2 separate regions of the Drosophila melanogaster genome follow, and region 1 is linked to region 2. The links are chromatin contacts, called in public Hi-C maps. All regions are on one chromosome and are shown on one strand. The core of a region is the stretch at or near the end of the contact, and the rest is flanking DNA. Distances in the headings are between cores, read along the strand shown.

What was found. Hi-C and Micro-C count contacts between places; a contact is called where the count stands out from the background.
Region 1: a Hi-C map of the S2 cell line shows a contact between it and region 2, with 3 times the contacts expected there. The contact joins the promoter of CG10324 here to the promoter of mRpS33 in region 2. A contact is called at or near these places in 24 of 107 Hi-C or Micro-C datasets (the D17-c3 cell line, the Kc167 cell line, the S2 cell line and 8 more) and 2 of 6 datasets of contacts at active chromatin or transcription factors (both in the Kc167 cell line).

Annotation. Positions count from the first base shown.
Region 1 is chr3R:16,645,008-16,649,898 of dm6, forward strand. It overlaps CG10324, which reads right to left and starts at 1,997. Exons shown (of 3, transcript NM_142314.3): 1 at 1,784-1,997; 2 at 1,013-1,734; 3 at 65-939. The coding sequence starts at 1,920. The coding sequence ends at 167. It overlaps CCT3 (Chaperonin containing TCP1 subunit 3), which reads left to right and starts at 2,598. Exons shown (of 4, transcript NM_169727.2): 1 at 2,598-2,922; 2 at 2,981-3,042; 3 at 3,128-3,627; 4 at 3,694-4,891. The coding sequence starts at 2,889. The coding sequence ends at 4,732. Arl6IP1 (ADP-ribosylation factor-like 6 interacting protein 1) reads left to right here. Exons shown (of 3, transcript NM_142313.3): 3 at 1-164.
Region 2 is chr3R:16,433,601-16,438,466 of dm6, forward strand. It overlaps mRpS33 (mitochondrial ribosomal protein S33), which reads right to left and starts at 2,997. Exons shown (of 2, transcript NM_079656.4): 1 at 2,761-2,997; 2 at 2,445-2,698. The coding sequence starts at 2,880. The coding sequence ends at 2,477. It overlaps CG14881, which reads left to right and starts at 1,299. Exons shown (of 4, transcript NM_169718.3): 1 at 1,299-1,473; 2 at 1,534-1,701; 3 at 1,756-1,967; 4 at 2,056-2,466. The coding sequence starts at 1,365. The coding sequence ends at 2,427. It overlaps ema (endosomal maturation defective), which reads right to left. Exons shown (of 11, transcript NM_142285.2): 9 at 4,465-4,866; 10 at 4,193-4,399; 11 at 3,280-3,738. The coding sequence ends at 3,423. Fntb (Farnesyl transferase beta subunit) reads left to right here. Exons shown (of 4, transcript NM_142283.4): 3 at 1-628; 4 at 685-1,140. The coding sequence ends at 916.

The DNA.
Region 1 (4,891 bases), core at 747-3,246, 210 kb after region 2:
AACGAGGCGTACGGAGAGAGAAAAAAACGCGCAACAAAAGACAAGGCATTTTTGTGATTATTTTGTGAGTTAATTGAAATTTATGATAATCCCAAGTAAGATAAAAAAAGGAACTTAAGCGTCTAATGAACTATATTTAAATAAAGATTTCAACTAAATAGATCAATCACTGACGGTCTCTTGACCTTGATCGCGTGCGGGACCTGACATGCTTGCTCCTCTTGGTCTTCTTTTTGTGCTTGCTGTGGTGACGACGATGGTTTTCACCGAGGCTGTCATCGCTCTCTAAGCTGGAGTCGTTGTCCGCCTTTCTCGACTTGTTCTTGGACTTCTTTGAGTGTTTTCTTGACTTGTGGCTGGATGATTTCTTCTTGTGCTTCCTGCGTTCATATGCAGAGTCGGAGTCGCTCTCGGTGGACTCTCCCGTATCGTCTGCCTCGTCTGAACTACTCTTTGTTCTTCTGGTGCTTCGGGGACTTTGCGAACGCTTTTGGTCACGGTCTTCCCGCTTCGACTTAGATGGGCTTCTGCCTCTGGGACTCGGCGAACGACGACGCTCACGTTCCTCGCGTTTAGATACAGAGGAGCTACCACTCCGCACATACTTCTTTTCTCGATCCACCTCCTCTTTGTTAGATTTGGCTTCCTTGTACGATTTTCGCTCGTCTTTGTACGTCCTGCGATGTTCGTCTTTGTACGTTTTTTTGTCTTCATATTTGTAAGACCTTTTATCTTCTTCCTTGCATTTCATGCGATAGTCTTCTTTACTAGATCTCTGGTCCCCTGGCTTCGAACTCTTTTGATTTTGAGCTTCATCCCGGTCTGATCTAATTTCTTCCCTGCGGTCTCTGTCCCTTCTTCCTGACGGATTTTCCTGCTTCACAATAATCTGGCCATGCTCGTTTTCATTTTTTTTGAATTCTTCGTATTTGGCAGTGTCTGAAAGTAAATGTAAAAGAAATATAAAAATGTCACAAATATAAAGGATTTGCATTTTCCAGGCTCCACTTACTTATGCACTTGCCATACTGAGAGTACTCCTTGCGGGATACGGGCTGACAAAGGAACTCGTTGAACGCCTCTTTGGCCCCTCCAATTGCCATTTTGACAATTACTCGCCCTGCATGGTCATCAAAACCTTGGATTTGGCCATACTGATCCTTCTGCTTTCCGCCCAGAATGCGCACGTACGCCTGCTTCTTAATCTCCAGTACCTCGTTCTTCTCCGGCTGGACCAGTAGAGCTTTAGGTTTGAGCGCCTTATCTGCTCCCAGGCCCATGCCTTTGGGTCGCAGAAAGGGGGCATCATCGATGGGTCCTGAGCCCTTCTTTTTTGGCGGTGGATCAACCCAGCCCATGCCGCGCAGCATGGCTAGGCCAAATTGTTGTATCGGTATGTTGTCATAGTCATCTAGTGTTGCCTCCTTGGCACCATCGAGAGGCAGTTCGTCTGCGCTTAGGGCGGGCAGGACAAGTTTCTGGTCATCTAGGCCTTCGGCACCGTTATTTTGGATGGCAGATATCAATTCCCGAGCTGCTCTCTGTTCCAGACTCTCCGTTGGACCGCCTGCGGTGACCTCTGCTATAGACTGAGCCACTGGAGTCACCTCCTCTGGATCCGGTTCCTCCTCGCCCAGCAGAACTGCCCGCCTCCTCATCAGACTCGCCAAAGCGGACGAAGTCTTCTGCATGCCTATCATTTTGATGGTAAGAGGAGCAGCTTCCACCTTTTCGCTAAATATTACATATGAGTATAAAACTATTTCAAGATATTTTAACTTACTCGACTGGCATGATTTCGTTTCCTTCCAAGCATTTTATCAACTCCACCTTGCTTTCCTCTTTCGGCTGCTTGCTGGGCAGAATGTTTGGTTTCTTGGACAATTTACTAAAGCCAAAAGATATCTTCTTGGCCTCCATGTTGTCTAGTTAAAAAATTAATAACTATTAAAAACAAATTGAAGCCGAAATGTATCGTAAACAAACAGGCCACAGCTGACTCGCGGTTTGTTATCGATATCGATAATTTATTTAATTTATGAAACGCTTACACTACACTTTTAAAGTATTTGCAAAACTTATTTGTTTTTCCATTTATATATAAAAACTACCATGAAATCCATTTAATACGTTTTGAGCAGTTTTATTGAATACAGCACAGGATCTTCAAATATTAAAAAGTTCGACGCTGTTTATGTAACTCATCATTCCAAGTAATCACTTTTCCCCCGTTATATTCAGAATATCCTCCAACATTTTCTTTTTCGAAGGTGATACAATTTTCATAAATTATATTTTAACTTCTTTTGAGTTTAGTTGGTTAGGCTTTTTAGGCTTCAAAATTTCCACATTTTAATTATGATGTGATAGAAATATGCTATATAACATAAATTTAAAATCCATTCGTAATATAAATTAATTTCCAGTATCACTTACACCGTAGAAAATATTATTTATTGTTACAAGTTTAATGTTTTGATTTCGCTTAAACCTCAGGGTGGAAAATTTAAAACCAAGTTAGGCGCCTTCAAAAAATCGCAGTTATGACGAATGTAATTCTGTGACATCGATAACAAAAGCTGCATAGTGTAAGTATACTGTTTCTCGATATCGATTCTTAAGAGAGCTGCTGCTTCGAATTGTGGAGAATTTGAATTAAACTTATAAGCGATCGCAAAAGTCAGTTAGCAGTAAGTGAGGAAAGAAAAGAAACTAGAAGAAGGAACTGGCAGAAGTAACTAACAAGCCGGTCCGCTCAATATCCTATCGAACCTTCTCGAATAATGTGTCATCGGCGGTTCTAACCTCACTCATTCTCTTTCAAACAGCGGCAGCGCCAGCACGAGTTCAATTGTTTTCACGCAGAAATAAATTAAACAGCCAGAAAGATGTTCGGTGGACAGCAGCCAATACTCGTGTTGAGTGAGTATGAAATTTGCACGTCGTAGAGCCCAATTGCAATCGAATTACCCGCCGACAGGTCAAAACACAAAGAGAGAATCGGGCCGCAAAGTGCAGTTGGAGAACATCCAAGCCGGAAAGGTATGCGTGACTCACATGTCTGGGTCTTGGGTTTTTGTGTTCTCGCGTTTTCCGACCATCTGTTGATTAAAACGTCTTTTTCCAGGCCATCGCCGATGTGATACGCACATGTCTGGGGCCACAGGCCATGCTGAAGATGCTGATGGACCCAATGGGCGGCATCGTGATGACCAACGATGGCAACGCCATCCTGCGTGAGATCACTGTGCAGCACCCGGCGGCCAAGAGCATGATTGAAATTGCTCGCACACAAGACGAGGAGGTTGGCGATGGTACCACATCGGTCATCGTCCTGGCCGGCGAGATGCTGGCCGCCGCCGAGCCCTTCCTCCAGCAACAGATCCACCCCACTGTTATCATTCGCGCCTATCGCGAGGCCCTCGAGGACATCGTCGGCCACCTGCAGTCCCAGCTTAGCATCCAGTTGGACGTCAAGGATAAGGCCAAGATGGCCGATGTGGTCAAGGCCTGTGTGGGCACCAAGTTCATTGGCAAGTGGTCCGACCTTGCCGTCAAGATTGCCCTGGACGCAGTCGAGACAGTGACGCTAAGTGAGAACGGCCGTCTGGAGGTAGACATTAAACGGTAAGAACGAAATTTGTTATGCATATTATTTTTGAATAAATAATTTTAACTTTGTTACTTTCACAGCTATGCCAAGGTGGAGAAGATCCCGGGTGGCGCCATCGAGGAGTCGTGTGTTCTTAAGGGCGTGATGATCAACAAAGACGTGACGCATCCCAAGATGCGACGCCTCATCGAGAATCCCCGCATCGTGCTGCTTGACTGCTCGCTGGAGTACAAGAAGGGCGAGAGCCAAACCAACGTGGAGATAATCGGGGAGCAAGACTTCACCCGCATGCTGCAGATCGAGGAGGAGTTTGTGCAGCGCATCTGCGCCGACATCATTGCCGTGAAACCGGATTTGGTATTCACTGAGAAGGGTGTCTCCGATCTCGCCCAGCACTATTTGCTGAAGGCTGGCATCACGGCCATCCGTCGGCTGCGTAAGACTGACAATCTGCGCATCGCCCGCGCCTGTGGTGCCACCATCGTGAACCGCACTGAGGAGCTAACCGAGAAGGATGTGGGCACGGGAGCTGGACTGTTCGAAGTCAAAAAGATCGGCGATGAGTACTTCACTTTCGTGACGGAGTGCAAGGAGCCCAAGGCCTGCACCATCCTGCTGCGCGGTGCCAGCAAGGACATCTTGAACGAAACGGAGCGCAACCTGCAGGACGCCCTGCACGTGGCCCGCAACTTGGTGCTGGAGCCACGCCTGGTGGCTGGCGGCGGAGCCGTTGAGATGGCTGCCTCCCAGCTGCTCACGCGCAAGCAGGTTAAGGGACCATACACGGCGGTGGCCCACGCCCTAGAGATCATACCGCGCACACTGGCTCAGAATTGCGGCGCCAACACGATCCGTGCTCTGACTGCTCTCCGCGCCAAGCACGCCTCCCACACCGGCGATGGTGTCTGCGCCTGGGGCATCGACGGCGAGTCCGGCGAAATCGTGGACATGAACGTGAAGAACATCTGGGAGCCGCTGGCCGTCAAGCTTCAGACCTACAAGACCGCCGTGGAGACGGCCATCCTGCTGCTGCGCATCGATGATATCGTCTCTGGATCAAAGAAACGCGGCGGCAACGAGCCCACCAATCCGGCGGCCATGGCCCAGGGTCAGGAGTAGTAGCCTGCGATTAACCACGTGTATTAATAATGCTTACTATCCTTTAATACTTAATTTAACACTCAAAAGAAAAAACAAAACAAAATCCCACACACGCCACCCCAAATGTTTAACATTTAGCTTCAGCCAGGCATCGTTGGCTTCTCTGGAAGAAGGAAA
Region 2 (4,866 bases), core at 1,747-4,246:
ATGCCCATCTGGCGCCCACCTATGCAGCAGTGAACAGTCTGTGCATCATCGGAAGCGAGCAGGCGTACCGTGCCATAGACCGACCGACTTTGGTCCAGTTCCTGTTCAGTGTACGTGACTCAGACGGCTCCTTCCGGCTCCACGTGGATGGTGAGACGGATGTGCGTGGCGCCTACTGCGCAATCTCCTGCGCAAAGCTGCTAAATCTTCCCGAGCCAGTGATCAAGGAGCTATTTGCCGGCACTGGCGACTGGATAGCCCAGTGTCAGACATACGAGGGAGGATTTGGAGGAGCCCCTGGTCTGGAGGCCCATGGTGGCTACACCTTCTGCGGAATCGCGGGCCTGGCGCTGCTCAACGAGGCTGATAAGTGCGACAGGCAGGCTTTGCTCAAATGGACACTGCGCCGTCAGATGACCTACGAAGGCGGCTTCCAAGGGAGGACCAACAAACTGGTTGATGGCTGCTACTCCTTCTGGGTGGGAGCCACCATTCCCATTACGCAGGCAACGCTATCCGGCGTCGATAAGCAAATGGAGCACACCCTTTTCGATGTGGAGGCCCTGCAGGAGTACATCCTGCTCTGCTGCCAAAAGCAGAGCGGCGGGCTTATCGACAAACCCGGAAAGTAAGGGATTAATGCCAACATTGTGATGTTTTTTAATGTAAAACCCATATTTTCAGACCGCAGGATCTCTACCACACATGCTATACTCTTAGTGGCGTTTCCATTGCCCAGCACTCGGAGTGCGCCAGCAGCCCCCAGGTCCTGGGCGACACCATTAACGAGCTACTGCCTACCCACCCACTGTTCAACATCCCACCAAAGTCAGTTGCAGCTGCCAGGAGCCACTTCAGCAATTCCAATGACACAGAGTTCTTGGGGAAAGACAGTCCCAGCAAGGAGGAGAGTTAAGGCTTCAGGTCAGGAGGAGGAGCCTGCGTAATGAGGACGTTTTGCTGGTGGTTTACCTTTAAAGAACTAAACTTGGTTTAATAAATTAATCTTTGAAATATTGTATTTTTCGCTTCTTGTATAAATGTACTTATTGGAAAAGGAATTGATTAAAATGTTTAACGTTTTCTAAAAAATATTTATGTCATATATTATTTCGAAATAAAATTATTATGTTTTCAAATAAATTCATGTGTGATTTTGTACAACAACCCAATTGCTCATTATAAAAAAAAATGAGATGAAACAAATAACTTTTATAAATGTGGCTTTGAATCCGAAAGCTATTATTTTGCCCCCAATGTATTTCAGCACGTTTATATGTGAATGGTAAAACATGAATAGTTTGCGTTGTGAATGGCATTTTGGGACTGATTTCAAATCGCAGCTTTGCCTTCGCATCCTTTTTATGTTCTCCAGCCACAGGACATTGAAGAGGAGGACGCCTGCCCAGGGCATTGACCGCCGGGAGTACATTGGTCACCTGGTCGATGAGTATTATACGACAACCAACATCGGTAAGGTTTTTATTCACGTCATTTTGCCGGTGTGAATTCATTTTTGATTTTCATTATTAGAGGCCCAGCAGCAGGTGACTGCTAATTTGGCCAATTTTGCATACGATCCCATCAACTGGTCGCATCTCCTGGAGGCGGACGCCTTGGATGTATTTGTGGCATCGCTGGAGACACAGGATCAGCTATTAAAAGTGCACGGAATTGCGGCATTGTGTAACCTTTGCCTGGGTAAGCAAACATTTGATTTTCAAACCAACCTTGTTCATCATATTCTTATTGCAGACAAAACGGCTGCCAAATTTATCAGAGAGCAGCTAAAACTGCTAACCGGCCTCTTTGTGCGCACTGATCACCCGGAAATAGTACTTCACAGCCTGGCGCTCTTTTACCAATTACTGGAATTTGGTGAACGGACTGAACGGGATTTACTTCTGAGCCCTGCGGTGCTAAGGACGGTGCAAGAGTGGCGGGTCAAGGCCCACGATGAACGCATCGTTAAACTTTGTCAGTTGCTGCTGCAAGATTTCGCAACACGCACAGAGGTTGTCCAGCTGCAAAAGGCTTCCCCAAACGTTCCGACAGCTGAGCAGCAAAGCAGTGAAGCAGGTGCAAGTGGTTAAGCGGTTTTCCCAAAGCGATTTGGAGCAGTTTGCCCAGTTCACCGGCGACCACAACTACATCCATAGTCTGGAAACGCCCACCGAGGAGCGCCGCGTCCATGGAGCCCTGCTCAACGCGGTGGTGGCTGGTATAATGGGTACCCAGCTCCCTGGTCCGGGCACCGTGGTTCTAGAGCAGAATTTCAAGTTTCTGAAACCCTGTCGTATTGAGACCGACACCGTGGTGACCGTACGTCTGCTACAATCTCGCAAGATTTCCACCGTGGAGTACGATATAAGGCAGAACGACGAGGTGGTGTTCGCCGGCAGCGCCAAGTTGCTGACTCGCAACTAAAAAGACTAGCTTTGGTTCAATAAAAGTGGATGTTAGAATATTTATTTTACTACTTCTTTGAGGCCCGCTTGCCCTCGCCCTTCTTGGGAGGCGCCTTGCCGCGCAGCTTGCGCAGACGCTTCATCTCCTCCTTGAAGTCCTGGTGCTCATCGCGGAACAGTCCGTAGTCGCGAAGGTTCTTCATCAGCAAGTGCGTCTCCACGTGCCGCGGATACCAGTTGATCACGTAGTCCCGTTTGTGAATTGGTTCCTCCGAGAACATGCGAACCACCTGGGGAAGGTCGGATAAAACATGTTTACATTTTAATTAATAAATTTATTTCGAGAACATACCTTCATGGACTTCTCGTTTGTGGTGCGAGCCACTTCGCCGAAAATGCGATTTGAGAGGTAGTTCATCCGGCGAGCATACTGCGTGCCGACCTTAATCAGCTCCGTGTACTTGTGGGACATAGTTAATATTAGTTTGCTATGCTTTTCATGAAATAATTTAAGTTAAGTTTCTAAGTTTTAGTAAATTGCGGTTATGTCACGAAACAAAAACAAGCGACAGCTGATTTCCAAGTGCAGTTGGCATTCACACAAAAGGCCGACAATAGGGACATTCCTCAAATTTTAAACCTGTATTGACCGTTATTTTAAAGATTATTATAGAACATTTACTTGAAAACTGACTACAAAACAGCACTGGCGTCTATAGACAATTCAGTAAAATTAAAAGTAAAACCTTGTTATAAAAATGAACATATGCGAAATATAAGAAACCCACATTTTAGAACAATAATTTGTGGCTTCCATTATCGAAGGTTCAAAAAACATACTTCTTTACTAATATATATATAGACTTGAGCTCAAATTCGTCAAATTAGTTTTTATTTAAAATGAAAAGGAATTAGAGTATGTACCACCTTATTAGTCAACTGGAATAACAAAATTTTAGCAACAATCTAAGCATAAGGCTGCTTCCAATGTAATACTAAAACTTCTAGTCTATCTTAAACCGTCTCTATGGCCCCCCGTCGCCTGCCCTCCGATCCGCCAGTGGCCTCGTTTCCGTCGCTCCCAATAAAAGAAGTCTCCTCGGAGCTCTGCGTTGGGAGCACTTCACGGTTCAGCCCATTTAACTGGCTTAGCAGGGCGTTAGTTCCCCCCAGGGACGCTTCACGTGGTGAGCCGCTATGACCGGACAGCTGATCGTAGTGGAGCACGCGGATGGGTGTGTGTGAGCGGGAGGCAGGCGAGGGGTTTCCCCGAGAGTGCGGACTGTTGTTCCGTGAGTGCTGGAAGTCCTCGAGAGGAATCTCCTCCGACCTAGAATGAAAAAATATTACACATTTATTTATAACTCGATTAGGTGAAAATTAGTAAATTTTATAATTAACAAACACATAGAATAACGAGGACAGATAAAACTGGAGGGCTTAAAGGCATGCTATTCTTTGTTTATTTGTCAAAATAATATGCAAATAAATATAAAAATATAGGACAAACGATATCTTTATACATAATTATACAAGGTGGTATTACAAGCAAACTTAGTCAATCTTAAAGATTTTTTTTTGGCCAAGGAGCCAAAAATGTAGCAAATTTCGAGAATCATGTAAACAGCTCGATAAATTATAAAATAAACTTTTTGATGTCTTGGGCGTAATCCAATTAAAAAAAATAGAAAGACTAGTTTAGAATACTGCAATACTTTACAAATCTCAATTATAACAGAAACCATTCTAAGACTACAGAGCTAACGAAAATGTTTCATTGTTACCGCGGCCTGGGCATTCTAGGGCTGCTCTCCCGCGACCGATTTCCAGTACTTCTGGGCTGGGAGTTTTCCCGAGACTGCGAGGAGCTGTGGCTGCCCATGCTAACACTGGGCGATCGCTCCCGATCCGAGTGATCGGCCCTAAGATTCGAGCCCGAAGTTGAGCTGGGACTGCGGCGTCGGGAGCGGCCAGCGCTTTCATTTCTAATTCTGCGGGAAGACGCACAGATGAGGATGGAAATGAGGAACATGAGGACACACCGACGTGAACTTACCCTTCGATGGATCGATTCGGGGCCATCTGGGTTCGACTAACCCCAGCGCTATTGCTTCCACGCAGCACCGCTGCAAATCCCGGCACTCGATTGGCCGTGGAGAACATGGGACGGTGGTGACTACTGCGCGAACTGCTGCCACTGCTGTTACCACTTCCGCCGCTACTGGATGCGACCATTGTGCCACCAACAGCGTAGACGGGAGAGTCCATCTGTCCAGGAATCTCGATGAGTTGCGCAATCTGGTACATCTTCTTTTGTCGCGCCTTGCTACGACCCTTTGTCAACCTCTGCTTGGCAGCCATGCAACGGATGTGATCGTCGAACAGGAACTTAGCCGAGAGCAACGGAGTGCGGTTGTGAGTGACTCCGCCCCGGTGCACGGTGATGTGCAAGCAGCGC